3 separate regions of the Mus musculus genome follow, and regions 1 and 3 are each linked to region 2. The links are chromatin contacts, called in public ChIA-PET and promoter capture Hi-C maps. All regions are on one chromosome and are shown on one strand. Each heading gives the region's core, a stretch centred on a gene start, on an enhancer-like site or on the middle of the called end of the contact. The rest is flanking DNA. Distances are from core to core; before and after follow the strand shown. Region 1 holds the start of 4930552P06Rik (a long non-coding RNA gene). Region 2 holds the start of Ttc4 (tetratricopeptide repeat domain 4). Region 3 holds the start of Ldlrad1 (low density lipoprotein receptor class A domain containing 1).

What was found. Promoter capture Hi-C pulls out the DNA fragments that hold promoters and counts their contacts. ChIA-PET counts read pairs in DNA pulled down with a chosen protein or histone mark.
Region 1: a promoter capture Hi-C map of embryonic stem cells shows a contact between it and region 2, with 3 times the contacts expected there. The contact joins the promoter of 4930552P06Rik here to the promoter of Ttc4 in region 2. A contact is called at or near these places in 1 of 39 promoter capture datasets (embryonic stem cells) and 1 of 9 other capture datasets (liver).
Region 3: an RNA polymerase II ChIA-PET map of memory CD8 T cells shows a contact between it and region 2, with 13 read pairs. The contact joins the promoter of Ldlrad1 here to the promoter of Ttc4 in region 2. A contact is called at or near these places in 7 of 39 promoter capture datasets (the C10 cell line, cranial neural crest, frontonasal cranial neural crest and 4 more), 4 of 115 datasets of contacts at active chromatin or transcription factors (astrocytes, craniofacial prominence, embryonic limb bud and 1 more) and 2 of 9 other capture datasets (liver and macrophages).

What each region holds. Positions count from the first base shown.
Region 1 is chr4:107,595,796-107,598,901 of GRCm38.p6, reverse strand. 4930552P06Rik (a long non-coding RNA gene) reads left to right here and starts at 1,547. Exons shown (of 3, transcript XR_376514.3): 1 at 1,547-1,947. The region is part of intron 4 of Glis1 (GLIS family zinc finger 1); the gene reads right to left.
Region 2 is chr4:106,677,286-106,680,794 of GRCm38.p6, reverse strand. It overlaps Ttc4 (tetratricopeptide repeat domain 4), which reads left to right and starts at 1,851. Exons shown (of 10, transcript NM_028209.2): 1 at 1,851-2,042; 2 at 2,493-2,610. The coding sequence starts at 1,932. It overlaps Mroh7 (maestro heat-like repeat family member 7), which reads left to right. Exons shown (of 24, transcript NM_001126487.1): 24 at 1-378. The coding sequence ends at 157.
Region 3 is chr4:107,207,207-107,210,415 of GRCm38.p6, reverse strand. Ldlrad1 (low density lipoprotein receptor class A domain containing 1) reads right to left here and starts at 1,272. Exons shown (of 5, transcript NM_001081272.2): 1 at 832-1,272. The coding sequence starts at 946.

The DNA of each region.
Region 1 (3,106 bases), core at 298-2,797, 920 kb before region 2:
TCAGTGGGATGACTGTCTCTGTCCTGACCATTCCTAGGCTGCCAGGAAGCTGCCAGGTCAGTCATTATGGACAGCACACTGAGCACATAAGGGACCAACCTCCTACACCCAACAGATGTACATGAATACAAACTCTCCAACGCCACACTAAAGCTCACACTTACACTCCCACACTTTTACATCTTCGAGCCTTCCTAACCACAAACGTAACTATACCCATCCGACACACTTGGAATGCCCCACACTTATTCAGATTATGTTGCCCCATAGTCATGTAGACACACAATCAGTAGACATGTAATCATGTAGACAAATGACATTTCCTAAGCAGCTGAAAGGTTACCACACATACAGATACATGCATGTACACTGTCACTGAGCCTGAAACCCCACCCCCGGACTCTCTGCTGTGGCATTCTCCTGCCTTATACATGCTCAGCAGCTTGCTATGAAGGATGGACGGTATGGCCACAGTGGGTAGAACCCCCGCAGGTCCCTTCAAATCCTTTGTCGGCCCCTCCCCCACTCCTGCTGCTTCTAGGCCTTCCCCTGCTCTGCACAGAGGGGGCCCAGGTGGCAGGGGGATGGGCAGCCCTCACCAGTTCCCCCTCAAATTCCTGCCTGCTCCAGGGGTTTGCTCTTTCTTGTTCATTAATGATTAAAATACTTTATGCAGACCACAAAGATTGTTGTCTTTGTCTTTCTTTCTTTATGAAAACCAACAGATGCATTTGGGACCCTCTAGATCTCCTCCGGGTGATTTACATGGCCACAGCCAGTTCTTGGGGGAAGCAAAGCAAACATTCCCATGGCCTAAGAGCCTCCCACCCCCACCCTGCTCGGTCCGGCCCTCTACCCAGCCGCAGCCACACAGGAGGCGGCCCCTTGTGAGGCTTCCTAGTTCTATTTTTATCATTCAACCTTGGATGGGAGTTGAGCAGGCAAGAGGCTACCGACACAGATTTCTTTTACCTGGCTTTTAAAAACACAGAACAACAACCTTGGCCTACGGAGTCTAAGCTGCAAGCAATTACTAGCTAGCTGTGGGGTTGCCAGCCTTCCTGGCCTTTCCTCAAACCCCATGACCCACCCCACAGCTCTGGGTGGCCCTGGTGGAAGAGCAGGATAGCACCACCCTGTACCTGGGCAGGTGTACTTAGAAGGCACCGTCTCTCGGTCTGGGCTACTTCCCTCAGATTTCCCAGGAGACGGGAATCTGCTCCAGGGACGGACACACACACACACACACACACACACACACACACACACACCAGCTGCAGTTCACATAGTTCTTGGATGCTGTGCCCTCATGTGCCCACACACATTCACTATACACCTGTAAAGTGTCTTAAGGTACAGGGCATTTCCCCAGCTGATGGACAGCATGGGAAATGGCACACATGTGCCCTCTGCCCTCTACAGGTCACACACTAACTAGTGAGGCCACACAGACACCAATTCAGCGAGCAGACAAGGTCAGACAGGGTAATATGATTAGGAAAACCGCTGGCCTTGTGATGTGACAAACTAAGATGACCTTTGTCAGGGAGGTGGCTGGGAGTGAAAAGAGACACCTTGCCGCCCCGCCCCACCCCCACCATGGTAGGCTCCAGAGTTCTAGAACTCTATCTAATTAGGGGAACAGTCACTTCAAAGGTCCCAGCCCAAATGTGGCAGAAGGTGAGTGAGTGCTGGGTCAGAGTGGACAAGGAAGAGTCCCAGCTGGCTCCAGCGAGCCTCCCTCCCCCTTCCCTGTCAGGGGCGCCTCCAGGTACAGAGAAAGCCAGACTAACCACTACTAGTCTGGGCGAGCTGTCAGCCATCTGGGTCAAATGATGAACTGTGAGATGAACAAGACTTGGAACCAAGTTCTTTCTTCAAGGTGTCCAGAAGATCCCACCTCAGCCCTGCAGGGCAATGTGTGGATACCGGAGGAGTGAACACTAGGTTAGGCAGGTTCCTGGCTACTTACACACATACATACACATTAGCTTACAAAAAGAGATTGGACTTCAGAGATGACAACTGACATGGCTAAAGTAACATTGGAACTATGAGGAAGAGCTTGGATTCAATGCAAATCTGTTACCACAGGGCTAACTAAGTTGTTAGTATCAATGAAGGGTCTGGGTTTGAGTCTGTGGGTATCAGGGACTCTAGGGGAAGGGTGTGGGTAGGGATGGGTTGGGGTTATATTGCAGAGGCAGCAACACAGGCCCACCAACCTGCCCGTAGGTCCTCTGGACCTGGGGATGCCACCTTGAAGGAGAACACACTGCCTTCCCAGGTCCTATCATAGCCTCAGAGATATGGCGATGATGCTTTCTCAGTATAGCATTGAAGGCCACAAAAGCAGGGAGTGGCCTAGCCACTCTCTGGATGTCTAAAACTATCTCTGAGCACACTTGGGTGACTCTACCTGCTTTTCTTTTCTTTTTGGGGGGTGGGGTGGGGTGGGGGGAGGCGTGTTTCGAGACAGGGTTTCTCTGAATAGCGCTGGCTATCCTGGAACTCATTCTGTAGACCAGACTAGCCTCAAACTCAGAAATCCACCCGCTTCTGCCTCCCGAGTGCTGGGATTAAAGGCGTGTGCCACCACCTCCAGGCTCCCTACCAGCTCTTCTAAGCTCAGGGATCCTGAGGCCAGAATGTTCCAGAAAGATTTCTATCTACTTCACATCTAAGGACTGGTGACCAAGTCTCTTTCTCTCTCTCTCTCTCTCTCTCTCTCTCTCTCTCTCTCTCTCTCTCTCTCCCTCCCTCCTTCCTTCCCTCCCTCCCTCTCTCTCTCTCTCTCTCTAGAGCGAGGTGCTAGCTGAGGGGGGGTCTCTGGCTTGCTCAGCTCCTACAATCTCTAACCAGGCTCTGTTTCTGCCATGAGGCTGCTGTCCCCTTGGGCAGAGCTTTGGAAAGCCTGCAGTGGACACAGGTCATGGAGCTTTCTAAACACGGAGTATAGAACACCTATGAACCAAAGGCTCTCTGCTGTGTGTGTGAGAGCATGTGACACAGCCCTGACCATACTCTGGAGCTGGGGTCTTGTCCTTTGGCCTCTGGAGAGGCCTGGAAAGAGTCTCTGTGGAACGTGCCAAGAGTGACCAGTGGG
Region 2 (3,509 bases), core at 602-3,101:
GAACTCTTGGCCACTGCTGTATGGGGATTCATGGGTGTGTGACCCATCCAGTATGCACCGCTGGAGCCCCAGCTGTGAGAACCTGCCCACCTCCCACCAACGGCGCTCCTGGATCATGCAGGCATTGGCCTCCTGGAAGATGTCTCTGAAGCAGTGACATAAGCCCCAGCCAGGTCCCTGTAAACGCTATGTGGTCAACCTTTCCATCCAGATGGCTTCCTCACGAGAGTTCCCCCAGTCCCTGTGGAGCCCCCGTGGAGCCCCCCTGGAGCCCCCGTGGAACCCCCGTGGAGCCCCCGTAGAGCCCCTGCGGAGCCCTCACTCTGACAAGTCTGAGAAAAGAGCATGGCCCCCTTGTGCTGATTCACTTCACATTTACAGATGCGTGCGGTCTGTTTTGTTCACTTTATATAACGGGAGACTGAGGCTCAGAGTAGTTAAGTGCGTTGACCAAAGCCACTCAGGGGGTCACCTGGACATCTCAGTTTTCCCTTCCCTGGTGATAAGAGCAGAAGGGTGATGATTTGGGTGGCTCTTGGGGAAAGGGAGTGAGGCGACTTCCCACCTATGACGTCATGCATATTCGGGAACCCTGGTCGCCGAGTCTCACCCTTGACTCGTCATCCGGTTTGCCTAACACTAATGCAAAAATATCCAGAGACATATTTGGTGTTGCCACCTGACAGTGTCAATGTTACTAACAGCTGTTGGGTAAAGAGCGGGTGTCAGGCACACTGTTAAATGCCTTACAGGACATTACAGGCAGGACAGCCCCCACATCCAAATGGTTCCCGGGTTGAAATTTTTCAGAGATGAGCTCAGCGGGAAGCATGGGGACTGTGGTATCCAGAGGTTGTGTGTGTCCGCTGGAATGACTTGCCAGACAAGAGACTTCTCAAGGAGGTTTGGAAAGATGACCACATCTGGTCATCTGTGGGTGCAAAGGTACCCTCAGGTACATGGGACCCTCTTCAAAGTCCCAGTGAGAGGGAACCTGGAAAAAGAGGAGAGATGCAAGGGCCAGGTCCTAAGGCCATGGAGACTGCTGAGGAGGTAGGGGCAGTGGGGAGGCATGGTGGGGGTGCTGAGAAGAGAGATATATGAGCAGATGTCAACTTCAGAAAACTCTTCGTGGGATGTAGGGACCCCGGGGCAAGGCTGGTGGGGCGAAAGATCAATGCAGCTGTACTGAACAAGAACCTGTTACTAGTCAGTAGTGGTGAATGTGTCAATAATCACAGCCCAAGGATTCTACCTGTGGGCATACATCTCGGGGTAATTTTCCCATGGGCCTATGGGGGTATCTGTGAAGACCTCTGTTGTTGTAGTATCCATGAGGTGAGCAGGCAGGCTGGGCACCCATCCTTGTAGGGTAAGCCACATGGAGTTTCACATGTAGTTATAGGTTGTAGGGGTGTATGGGGACCTCAAACCTTGTGCTGCGTGAAGAAAAAAAAAGTATTTGTATGCTCAAAAGTTTTGTTTTGTTTGAAATAGGGTCTTGCTATATAGTCTAGACTGGTCTTGAACTTATGGTTCTCCTATTAAACCTAAGTGCTAGGATTACAGACAAATATCATGTGGCCTGGCTACGAAGTCATCTTTTGAGAACATTTATAGAAAAGACATAAAAGCATCAGGGTTGGAGAGTGGAGATGAAGAGTTTAGATACAAAAGGGAGTTAACCTAACCACGCCCCAAAGCGAGGAGACTAGAGGCCAGGCAAACTCTGCAATGGATGGGTGGGGCTGGGCGAGAGGGAAAGCGCGGAGTCAGGCCACACCTCCAGGCAGGCCACGCCCCCAGGCCGGCGGAACCCGAGAGGCATAGCCTCGCGCAGCCCGGACTGCAAAAGGAAGGGCATCCCTGCCGCCGGAAGGAGCGGCGCGTTTCTTGGTCCCGGGACTGAAGCGCCGAAGTTGCGAGCTGCCATGGAGAGTTCTGAGCCTGAGCCTACAGAGGACGCTTCCATGGACGCGTTCCTGGAAAAGTTTCAGAGCCAGCCTTACCGCGGCGGCTTCCGCGAGGATCAGTGGGAGGAGGTGGGCGGCGCCGGGGGCTTCTGGGGTAGGAGCTTGGTCCTCGAGGCTTGGTCACTGGTAGAAACCGTCCGCCTCGAGGTTTTGCGTATAAGTTGACTGCGTTTAAGACCACGGGGGTTTTGCAGGCAGTCCTGTCACACACCACCACCAGGCTCTACTACCAGGGGTCCCTTAGTTGTTTTACTGCAGCACCCAGGTTAGGGTAAACTTGAAAGGAGATGGTGAAGGTGGTCAGGAACGCGACAGCGCCTAGTTGAAGGTGATTGCTACCACCCATGGAGAGCGTTGGAAATCAGGATCCCACATTTAACACCTGAGAAACTGGATGTCTAGCTCCAGCCAATCCTTAGGATTTGCATATCATGCTCAGCGAGGAAAAAACTTTATGATGTCGTGTCCTGGGATTGGATCTAATCAGTAGACAACGCTAATTGTTCTTTTAAATTCTAGGAATTTGACAAGATTCCCCTATTTATGAAAAAAGCGCCATCAGAAATTGACCCCGAGGAGTTTCCTGACTTGGCCTGCCTCCAGTCGATGATTTTTGATGATGATCGATATCCAGAAGGTATCTTACTGTCACCCAGCACTTCTTTTGTGTCCTTGTTGAGTTGAGCGAAAGTATTATGGCTAACATGTCAGTGTTGACTCCACACATTCTCCTTTGGATGCCTTCTAAGTAAATGTGTACAGTTCCAAGCCCCAGAGGCCTGACTTGGATGAAAAGCCTGATTGCCCTAACAAATCAGGAAGGGTGTGTGATGAGTGCCACGAGGTCCACCACTACTGTAGTACCAGAGAGAGGAGGGGGATTGCTTTTCAGTGAATGACACAATGTAAGAAAAGGAGCAGTGTAATTTTCTCAATAGAAATTAAAGTCCTTCAAAAACTGAGATAAATGTGTGTGTGTGTATGTGTATCTGGAAATTGAACCCAGAATCTCACATATGCTGGGTAAGTGAGCTATATCCCCCCTTCGTAAAACTGTTTGTGTGTGTGTATACGTGTGTACATACTTACAGAGATCAGTGGCTAGCCTTGTGAGGTGGATTCTTTCTTACCATTTCACATGTTCCTCAGGTCAAGCTCAGGTTGTCAAGCTTAGGGGCCAGTGCCTTTACCTGTTTAGCCATTTCTCTAGACCATCTTTAATTCCCCTTTTTAAAACAGCACTTATAGCTGGATGGTGGCCATGCATGCCTTTGACCCCAGGCAGGCAGGCAGGCAGGCAGGCAGGCAGGCAAGCAGGCAAGCAGGCAGGCAGATCTCTGAGTGCAAGGCCAGCCTGGTATACAGAGCGATTTCCAAGACAGCCAGGGCTACAGAGAAACCCTGTCTCAAAAACAAACAAACAAACAAACAAACATATAAACACCAACCAAAAACCAAACCAAACCAGAAATTAAAAAGCACTTAGTAACATTACCTCATAATTTTTTGGAAGTGGTTATGGCATTAAGTTTGCAT
Region 3 (3,209 bases), core at 23-2,522, 530 kb before region 2:
TAGTCGCTACCCTCCTTCCTAGTTGACCTTGTCTGGCCCTCCAGATGAGGCTGAGAGCTCTCAGAAGTGGAGGGAAGCTTTAAACCCACTTTAAAGCCAGAAACTTCAGAAACTGCCCACCCAGGGCAAAGGAAGAAAAACCACACCTATGATAAGCCGCACTGAGTGACAACTTGGAAAAAGCCACCAGCATGGGGCATGACCCTGAAGCTTAGCAACCAGGGGCCTCCTTTCCGATGCCATATAACTGTGACCTGATTATTCAACCTCTCTTAGCTTCAGCTGCTTCTAGTACCCCACCCACCCAGGGTTGTCCTGAAACTGAGGTCTGCAGCCCCAGGGATCCGAGGCAGAAGGGTCTGCAAAGGGTTACAACCCTTCTTAGCATCTATCTGTTTCCTCCTTCATCAACTGTAGGCCAAGATGGACCCAGGGAGATACAAAGGTCCCGGCTGCACAGGAATTGGGGAAACATAATAAGTACAAGTGTGTGGTCCTGGCCGACTCCATCTTATGATCAACAGGAGCATCCAGGTCAGGCATGGGGGCCAGAGGTTGATTTGGAGGTCCTTGGTCTTATAGGTTCTGTGTGGTGGCCCAGCAGGCAAAAGGCACATAGTAGGCACTCAGAAAATGCTGGTAGCTGGAGAGAATGAAAAGTTCTATCCAGCAAGCAGCTGTCAGTATGGCTGGCCAGGAAGCTGGAAGCAGACCTCACCACCCACACTGGAGTAGAAGAGCTGAGTAGCCTCAGACACTCTCTACCTAGAGTCAGGTAGTTTCCAGGGAGGGACCCACAGCGCCCAGCCTGACCCCCACCTCTGTCCTTACCTTCATCTCCAGGGCGGGCTTTCCTTCTAGTGGTGATGTTACTCTCGGCATCTGCCTGGCCAAGAAACCAGAAGCAGGCTGGGCAAAATTCTGCTCTCTCACAGCCCACGCTCATCCTGGGCTTCACATTTCCACATTTCGACCCGTACAGGACCCATTCCTCCTTTGTCCTCCAAACTGACTCAGGCAGGTCCTCCTAGTGACAGTGCCCTAACACCCCTAGGTGTCCTGTGCTGCTTCTCAGTACTCATGGATCTCAGGTGGAGCGAGTCCCCAGGGCAGATGGATGTGGCCGTGGGTCCTAGGGTCCCCTCCCACAAGCCCTTTCCATCTGCAGAATGGCTCCCTAGGTCAAGAGTCAGTTCAGACCCAGGCAGCTTTTACCTGGGGGAAGACTTTGTTCATGGTTCCAACACTCATCTCCAGGAACTGAGGTGGAATAAAGAGCTCAGTGTAGAGTTCTCCACCTTGTCACCAAGGGCAGCCTGTGGGAGGGCAGGACAGCAACAGGCTTTGCTAGGGCTGTGCCCTCTCCTGTGGCACTCTCCTCCCAGGCTGCCTCCCCCACGGAGGAAAGGACAGGGGTACCTGCTCCTACCACGTCTTTCCCTAGGTTGCAGTTGGACAGTGACGCATCCAATTCCACAGATGACAAGCTGGTGTTTGTGCCTCAAGTCACACTATATGTGGGAGAGATGGAACCAAGGCTTTAACACATTTTTCTCCTCTGCATCATCAGACTGCAGGGTGGCAAGGCCCCCTGGCTGAAGGAAGCCACAGGCAGAAGTGCCATGAGTCTTGGTTCAGTGGCCAGAAGGTAGAGTTCCTTTTCTCATTGATGAACTGTTCATGTTCATTCTTCTAGACCAGAAGAATATGCACTTCTGAGGGCCAACAGGATGGCTCAGTGGATAAAGGTGCCTGCCTGAGGACCTTCGTTTGAGTCCCAGGATGAATGTGCAGATACAAGGAGAGCGCCCACTCTACATAGTTGTCCTGACTCCATACACTTCATGCGTGCACCTCTACCACACACATACACATATTAATAAATAAAAGAGAGAAAGACATATTTGAATTGTTGAAAGCATGGAGAAATATATTTTTTAGCTTTTTGGGGGTGGTATCTGGGTGGGAGCTAGCTGCTTTCCAGAATATCTTCTGTCCCAGCATGGAGTAGATTTCTTAGCAATCTAGTCTAAGGAGGAGACAGGGGCCCTGAAGCAGATGAGGATGCTCTGAGGCCCACCCCGAGGGTAGTACCCACTGCAGGTGTCCAGGAGTTCCCATCAGTGATTTCTGTGCTGGGCCATTTCTCTTGTGGTGGGAAATACAAGCCAAACCATGGAGGCTGGAGACATAGGTCGCCATCAGACTGGGCAAGCTAAGTATTGGCTCTCACAAGGACCTTGCCAATGGCTTGGGAAAGGCCCTTCCCTTCACAGGCATGTAGATGCAGGGGTGCCTGAGTGTAGGTTTCTCAGACTTGGGCACTCTGACAAGAACAGGGGACAGACGGTCTTAATGGGAAGGATCCTGGACATGCTGGTGTGGAGTGAGGGAGCTGAGGTGAAGGGAAAGACGCTGCTCACTGTTATGGGGCAGCACCTGGATTCTGCGAGGCATTTGGGGACACTGGTGAAGATGCATCTCAAAGGCACTCACCCGAGGGAAGCGGGGCACTCATCCCATCCTGCCAGCCATTGGATGAAGCTGTTGGCAATTCTCGTATCCCTAGCTTCACTGGTCTGTGGTAGGCAAGGGGGGGGGGGCAATGGCGGTTGCAAGCCAGGCTGAGAAGCCATGAAAAGGAAAAGGCCGAAGGGGGTGAATATAAACGCAAGATGGTACCTAGATTTCTTTTTTTTGTGCCAACGATAGTAGAGACTAAGAGGCACATGATTTCAGAAGGATGTTAACGTCAGGGTCTATGATTGATTAGTAATGCCTACTACAGATGTCAGAGTGGACAGCAGAGTACATTCCTGGTCCAACACATGCCCTTTAGTATGACTTCCACAGACTCTTGATTCTTTAGCGTCCCTTTGTATGTATGTATGTATGTATGTATGTATGTATGTATGTATGTATGTATCCATGTTACTCTTGCTTTTATAGTCCAGGATGGTCTCCAATTCATGGCAATTCTCCTGCCTCTGCTTCCCAAGTACTGCGAAGACAGACATGAACTATCCCATCAGCTTTGTGTTCCTTTATAGGAATCCTCCTCATCCTGCTCCATGCCTCCTCCTTTGGCCTCCTCCTTCAATGCAGGTCTAGCCATGCCTGGCTGGAAGAATCACATCTCTCCAGAGCTCTGCTGTGACCAGGAACCCTCAAAGGAAGGGCAGCAGGGTCCTACCCATTACTACATTTAC